Linked DNA regions of Salmo salar: region 1 is linked to region 2. A link is a contact called in public Hi-C data. All regions are on one chromosome and are shown on one strand. The core of a region is the stretch at or near the end of the contact, and the rest is flanking DNA. Distances in the headings are between cores, read along the strand shown.

The links. Hi-C and Micro-C count contacts between places; a contact is called where the count stands out from the background.
Region 1: a contact with region 2 is called in a Hi-C map of muscle, with 13 times the contacts expected there. The contact joins the promoter of foxo3b here to the enhancer-like site in region 2. A contact is called at or near these places in 3 of 3 Hi-C or Micro-C datasets (blood, gill and muscle).

What each region holds. Positions count from the first base shown.
Region 1 is chrssa06:72,857,326-72,861,280 of Ssal_v3.1, forward strand. foxo3b (forkhead box O3b) reads right to left here and starts at 1,378. Exons shown (of 3, transcript XM_014205504.2): 1 at 1-1,378. The coding sequence starts at 354.
Region 2 is chrssa06:72,726,190-72,730,003 of Ssal_v3.1, forward strand. No RefSeq gene overlaps it. Among protein-coding and RNA genes, the nearest start is that of sesn1, 92 kb to the left of the region's middle. Within about 2 kb of position 2,347, at least 2 of the 13 cell types and tissues checked have an H3K27ac peak or open chromatin away from gene starts, as enhancers often do.

The DNA of each region.
Region 1 (3,955 bases), core at 128-2,627, 130 kb after region 2:
GGTGCCGAGTGCGCCTGAAGTGGTCGTAGGGGAGTGGGAGGAGAGCGGGGAGCCTCCGTTCTCCTGTCCGGACAGCAGTCCTTCGGCCGTAGGGCTGTTGCTGTTCTGGTGGTCTGCTCCCAGGCTGGAGCTGGTGCCATTGACGTTGATGGCCATGGAAGTGGCATGTTGTTCCTCTTCGTCATCCTCTTCCTCGGGTATAATGTCAGTGTCGTTGCTTTCTGGTTTCCCCGCATTGGACTCGGGTCGGGGCAACGGCCAGGTGCATGATCTTGGCCGTTTTTGTGGCTCGAAGTCTGGGTCTATGGCCACGTCCAACTCATGGAGAGGGCTGGGAGTTGGGATCTCGGCCATCTCTCCTTCAATTACTAGCTCGTCCCCGTTGCCCGCTGATAAAGTCAGTAGATATGTAGTGGAGACCTGTCAAAGTTGCATTCCATGAATGCACGCCCCCGTCCTTTGTTGCTATTCCAGACCAGCAGTCCCCAAGGGTCACTGCAAACTCCGCGCGAATTGATCAATTAAATCCTCTGTATTACAAAAAGAGCACCAATATGCTGTTCGGGGTGGATTTAAAACGTAGAATGTCGTGGACTATTATAAGTGTATTAACACCATAACTGGTAAACTATGGCTATTCTCCTTGAAAAGCAAGCCACAGCTACTTCACGTTTGACAATCACAACAGTTCAAAACGGGTTGCTGCATGGTCATGGTATTTCTCCTAGACTGGGGCAATGGTAATAATAACAGTATAGTGTGTACAGTTCGGTTCACGAGTAAATTATAAACGGTGTACCACGGATTCGTTCATCAATGAGCGGATTACGCGTTCCTTCCTTGCACGTTCAAGATCAAATCCCGCACTGTTTCAAAATAACTGAATACACCTATTGGCACCGTGAAAGTGAAGCTGTGGCCAGGACACAGTGCAGCCCCCCTCTACGTTCAGGGCTGCCACGGATAAACGCGCTATGGTGAATTCGATGGCTGCAACACCAGCGATTAATCCCCGCATAGTTCTATTCCAATTGCCATTGCTGCCATTTGAACAAACTCCCTTTCGCTTCCAAGTCCTTTTTACTACCAGACTGCACACAGGAAACCTGCGTTTGTTGTCAGTGTCGACAGAAAAACGAAAAGGAAAGGAATAACCGAAAATGATATCTCAGTCTATTCAACGTCGCCTTTACTGACCACGCAGCACAGTTGGTATGGAAAACGAAACGCCACCTCACTCTCAGTTACAGTAGCCTATCTCTCCAGCAGCACACATAAACACTAACCTATCTGCTTAGCATATTCCGTCTTAAGACAGCCCTCATCAAGCTCGAAGTTATACAGCAACAGCAGCAATAGGCTAGTAGCGTTGCCACCCCCACTGAAAAGGCAAGCCCCCTGGATTCAGTATACGAGATCGCCCTTTAAAGAGACACCGCTCCTAAGCAGTCTACAGCATGTGCGCACTAAAGCAGTGGAGGCTGCTGAGGGGAGGACGGTTCATAAAAACGGCTGGAACAGAGCAAATGGAATGGCATCAAACACATGGAAACCATGTTTGATATTTGATACCATTCCACCAAATCCGCTCCAGCCATTAACACGAGCCCATTCTCCCCAATCAAGACGCCACCAACCTCCAGTTGTCAAGGCAAGCAGTGTGTGGAAGGGACACATGTCCCGGCATGTTGAGGGATACAGAAATAGAAAGACAGATCGTCAAAATATTATTTTACACCGATAAGAACACAAAGAATATTCAAAGTTGGACAGAGGACATTCATATTTAATTCCAAATAATTGTATTGCTCCTTCTGGAAATGTTTACAATTCATAAGCTAATGACATTAGGACAATAATTTATACATATTGTTGACACATATTATTGTTGCCACTTCCTCTGTAGCACACTATTACAATGTAACAACTGACATGCACATGTGAAACAACATAGGCAAATACCAGCAAGGTGTGTTTATTTTCCTCGTGTTGGGTATTACACTTCGTTCATGACATGCACATGTCATGCATTCTATCAAATATGTCAATGAAAGTCTTTCAGTCAAATTGAGTAATTTTATTTTAATGACAGTCTCTTTAAAAATGTCTATCACTTGTCCCTTTAATCCGTGAGCATGGGTGTCAATCAATCTCGACAGCGCGCGCAGAACACGCCCCCTTCAAGACAGATCGACCGCTTCAAACATATGACGTCATTCCATTTATAATCAAGCGATAAGGGAAGAAATCCTATACGGTTCTCCGTTCTGTAAAGTGATGCTTCGGAGTGATCTCCCTCCCTCCCTCCCCCCCACCACCTCCTTGTCTGTACGAAAATATCAGCAGTAGCCAGCCTACATACGTCCTTGTCTGTACGAAAATATCAGCAGTAGCCAGCCTACATACGTCTTTGTTCCAGAGAAGATGTGTAAATTGCCGGCCCACCTTGCAGGGACACGCGATCTCGATTTCTGTAATCCGTACAGAAATGATCGTGTTCCACCTGTGCGAACTGCGCTGTATTCATCAATGAATTCTTGGAACGGTTGGTATTGATTATGACTGGATAATAACAATCCGATATAATATTTCAGAGAAAACATGCACACATCCTGCAAGGCATTACTTGTGTAGTTATGGCTTTGAATTTCACATGGAAAACATCCACACTATTTCGTTTATTATGATAACAAAGGAAATAGATACACATGCATACAAAACGAACACAAGAACACACACACACACACACACACACACACACACACACACACACACACACACACACACACACACACACACACACAGTTCCTCTTTGTTCCTCCTGTCCCAGCTATATAAAGAGGAATGGCTGATACAGCAGTTTGGTGCCTGTGAATAGCTGCTGCAGTGGAGGGTTAACTGCGGGGTGATGTCACCTAGGTCCTAAGGCTGTACCAGTCACCTGGAGCTCCTAACAGTCTGAAACGGCCCGACCTAAGTTGGCACAATGTTTTTAGGCATCAGAGAGAGGAAAGGGCCACAGGAGGTGGATGAATGAATGCTTCTGTAAGCTGTTGTAAGAGGACAGTGTAAAAGAGAGAGAGAGCAGTGAGAGAGAGAAAAGGTGTGACAGGTAGTCTTGCTGGTTGAATTGAAAACAGTGTCATCCTCCAGGGGTGTATTTATAATGATCACATCACAGCATTGTCAGATGTGTCATTTCAGGCCAAGAACATGTATAGCTGTTTGAAGTGCGTACTGTCATTGCTCCTGTCACTTTTACCTGTCCCCACCTGCTGTGACCTCTGATGTCACTCACCACATCACAGGAACCAGCTCAACAAAGACTTCCATTCAGTGTCCCTAAAAGAGCGAACACATCAACAGGATAGTTGTCTGCACAGTAGGGAGCCGTTCGTTCGCTTGCTCTCGGTGCAGTGTGTTATAGGGGTCACAGGTCTACAGCAGAGGCCTACCATGGAGAATGATAGAGATAACATCATTGTATCGTCGCATTATTTTGGCCTCCCAAGTGGTGCAGCGGTCTAAGGTACTGTATTTCAGTGCTTGAGGCGTCACTACAGACACTCTGGTTCAAATTCAGGCTGTATGACAACTAGTCGTGATCGGGAGTCCCATAGGGCGGCGCACAATTGGCCCAGTGTCGTCCGGGTTTGGTTGGTGTAGGCCGTCATTGTAAGAATTTGTTCTTAACTGACTTGCCTCGTTAAATAAAGATAAAAATAAAATGGCATCTGTGTGTGTAATCTCCATTCTGAAGTAGTCAATTTCCTTTTACTACTTCTATGAGTTGGCAAACAAACTGAAAGGGTGCATACTGCCACCTAGTGTTTGCTCACAGGTATAATTCATTGGCTGATCCCTCCTTATAACCTGGATGGAATCATGTGATCCTTCCTTAACCCATAGGATGTCCCACCCAGTTGACTACTTTAAAATGGTGGAAGCCCTCAAT
Region 2 (3,814 bases), core at 1,097-3,596:
TCTACAGTCATTTTGGTAATTTATTCTTGAATAACTTAAAATAATGTATTCATGTATAGTATAAATGTTTTATTGTGTCCATACTTTCCATGAGTTTCTAGTGCATAAACTATGGTTTAGAAATTAATTGCAAATGAAAAGAGAAAATGTCTTGAGTCAATAAGTATTCAACCCCTTTGTTATTGCAAGACTAAATAAGTTCAGGAGTAGAAATTTGCTTAAACAAGTCACATAATAAGTTGCAATTGTCACGAACTGGCTCGAAGCCCGTAACAAAAAGGGAGACAACGTGGAGATAAAGAATAACAAAATATATTTATTAACTGAAGTAAAGTAAATACAATTAACAATGGTGTGTGATAATGAGGGGTGTTGAAAGGTGCCAACACAAACAAACCAAATAGCCACAAAAATGCCACAACCAAAATCTGTCTGTGTCTGCATGGAGAGAGTCTCCCCAATGAATGGGGAAGTGGTGCATTTATCCTGGGACACACCCGAGCCCAGGTGTGTCCCATTTCACTGACGACTCTCCCGGCTCCGCCCACCGACATCCTATTAAGGAAAACAAGAGCAAAGAGAAAGAATTTGGCAGACAGAGTGGGAGGGTCATCACACAATAGTGTTTAACATGATTTTTGAATGACTACCTCATCTCTGTACCTCACACATCCAATTATTTGTAAGGTCCTCCAGTCGAGCAGTGAATTTCAAACACAGATTCAACCACAAAGACCACAGAGGTTTTCCAATGCCTTGCAAAGAAGGACACTTATTGGTAGATAGGTAAAAATGCAGAGCTTGGTGAGGTTATTAATTACACTTTGGATGGTGTATCAGTCACTACAAAGATACAGGCATCCTTCCTAACTCAGTTGTCGGAGAGGAAGGAAACCGCTCAGGGATTTCAAAATGAGGCCAATGGTGACTTTACACAGTTCCAGAGGGCCTCCCGAGTGGCACAAGCGGTCTAAAGCACTGCATCGCAGTATTAGAGGCGTCACTACAGATCCGCAGCCGGCCGTGACCGGGAGACCCATGAAGGGGCGCACAATGACTCAGCGTCATCCGGGTTAGGGGAGGGTTTGGCCGGGATGTCCTTGTCCCATCGCGCTCTAGCGACTCCTGTGGCAGGCCGGGCACATGCACGTTGACATGGTCACCAGTTGGACAGTGTTTCCTCTGACACATTGGTGCGGCTGGCTTCCGAGTTAAGTGAGCAGTGTGGCTTGGCAGGGTCGTGTTTCGGTGGATGCATGGCTCTCTACATTCGCCTCTCTTGAGTCCATACAGGAGTTGAAGCAATGGGACAAGACTTTAACTACCAATTGGATATCATGAAATTGGGGAGAAAAAGGGGTAAAAAGTACACAAATAATACAGTTCCAGAGTTTGATGGATGTGATAGGAGAAAACTGAGGATGGATCCACAACAATGTATTTACTCCACAATACTATTGTTTGCAATAAGGCACTAAAGTAAAACTGCACAAAAATGGCTAAGAATTTAACTTTATGTCCTGAAATCATTATGTTTGGGGCAAATCCAACACAACACATCACTGAGTACCACTCTTCACATTTTAAAACATGGTGGTGGCTGCATCATGTTATCGGTATGCTGGTCATCAGCAAGGACTGGGGAGTTTTTTTAGGATAAAAATAAATGTAATAGAGCTAAGCAAAGGCAAAATCCTAGAGGAAAACCTGGTGCAGTCTGCTTTCCAACAGAAATTGGCAGACAAATTCACCTTTCAGCAGGAAAGGCCAGATATACACTGGAGTTGCTTACCAAGACAACATTGAATGTTCCTGAGTGGCCTAGTTAGAGTTTTGACTTAAATTGGCTTGAAAATCTATTGCAAGACTTGAAAATGGCTGTCTAGCATCAACAACCAACTAGGTGTAGGTGATGTGGTGATGATCATTAGGTGTAGGTGATGTGTAGACATTGCACCTACTATACAGTCTTGTATAGGGTTAGGGTTAGGGTTAGGCACCTACTATACAGTCTTGTATAGGGTTAGGTTTAGGGTTAGGCACCTACTATACAGTCTTGTATAGGGTTAGGGTTAGGGTTAGGCACCTACTATACAGTCTTGAGTAATTCATTTTAACAACGCCTTTATCATATGCAACTTTAATATATATATATATATATATATATATATATATATATATATATATATATATGTATTTAATCCATTTTGAATTTAGACTGTAACACAACAACATGTGGAATAAGAAAAGGGGAATGAATACTTTCTGAAGGCACTGTATATCACTGTGTGTGACCAGTTACTTCAGTTAACACCAGGTGTCCCCATTGCAACAGAGGTTGCAGAAACTGAAGCTTCTCTTCCTGATACTGTATTGTATATAGCCTGTGTTGCTGTCTGCTCCTGTGTGTGTGTGTGCCTGAGCTTGTGTCAGTCGCATACAAAGAGACCTGCAACAGACAGGAACTGAGACCACAGCTTTGTGGGTTAACCCTGGTTAAAGCCGTTCATGCTTTGTCACTGTGACTTTACTCAACAGTTATTTTCAGTTACAGAACCGACAGCAACACCGATAACTTGCTGTTTTAATTTACACTGTTTTGTTCACTGTCTTTTTGTTGTCATTGATGATCAAATGAATCCTGACAGTGCTTTAAAATCCCTACCAGGCTAAAGCATATATTGGATGACTTACTAACATAACTGAGGCTGGTACACAGGGCATAGACTAGAGCAGAGAGCACAAGCAGAGATGATTGTTATTCTAAATGTCAGAGAGAGAGAGTGAGAAAGAGAGAGAGAGAGAGTGAGGAAAAGAGGGAGAGAGACAAACACACACACAGACATACTGTAGACAGAGAGAGAGAGAGAGAGAGAGAGAGAGAGAGAGAGAGAGAGAGAGAGAGACAGCGAGAGAGAGAGAGACAGCGAGAGAGAGAGAGACAGCGAGAGAGAGAGAGACAGAGAGAGAGAGAGAGAGAGAGAGAGAGAGAGAGACAGAGAGAGAGAGAGAGAGAGCATGCGGTCTGTGTGATGGGATCAGGGCCTGGTAATAGGTCCTCTGTGTGTGATAGTGCCTTCTCTGAGACATGATCTCATCTGTGTCTTGGGCCTGGGCAGTGCCTGGCCGGTGGACAGTAGTCAGTCAGTTAGTCAGTCCCAGCAGAGACGCTGCTACGCGGCTTCTAGCTGTGCCCAGATGGGCACCCAAATCTAATAGACAGCCATTTCGAGCTATAAAGCCCAGGCTTATTGGAGAAAAAGAAGCAGCCAATGTCTAATCTCTCTCTCTTTTTATTTCTCACTCTCTTTCTCCATTTCTCGAGCGTGCACGGCACACTCCAGCTCTAAATCTCCCTGACTCTGTATAGCAGTCTGTTATTTTCTCTCTCTCTCTCACCCCTGGCTCAACCCCTCGCTCTCTTTCCACTTTCTCTAAGATGGCTTGGTCTAAACAGGAAAGTTCTAAACAAGGAGAATGACTGGAGTTTGGGAGTACAGACATGTAAACCTTAAACACTGAACTTGAACTGTGAAACAAAAACGGTATGAGTTTGCAAGACAAAGAGTGAAGGGCTTTCAGATCATGTCCATGAAAATCTGAAGATGGTGATCTCACATATATTGAGTAACTAGATCAGTGGAGTGAGAGTTGGGGGTCTGGCGTCGAATCTATTGTAGGTTCTCAGTAAAAATGTGTCTTGGTCTTGTTTCTCAGTGAAAGTGTTTAATTGTTGTTCCCCCGTAACAGCTCCAGCAGCTCCAGCAGCTCCAGCAGCTCTAGCAGCTCTAGCAGCTCCAGCAGCTCCAGCAGC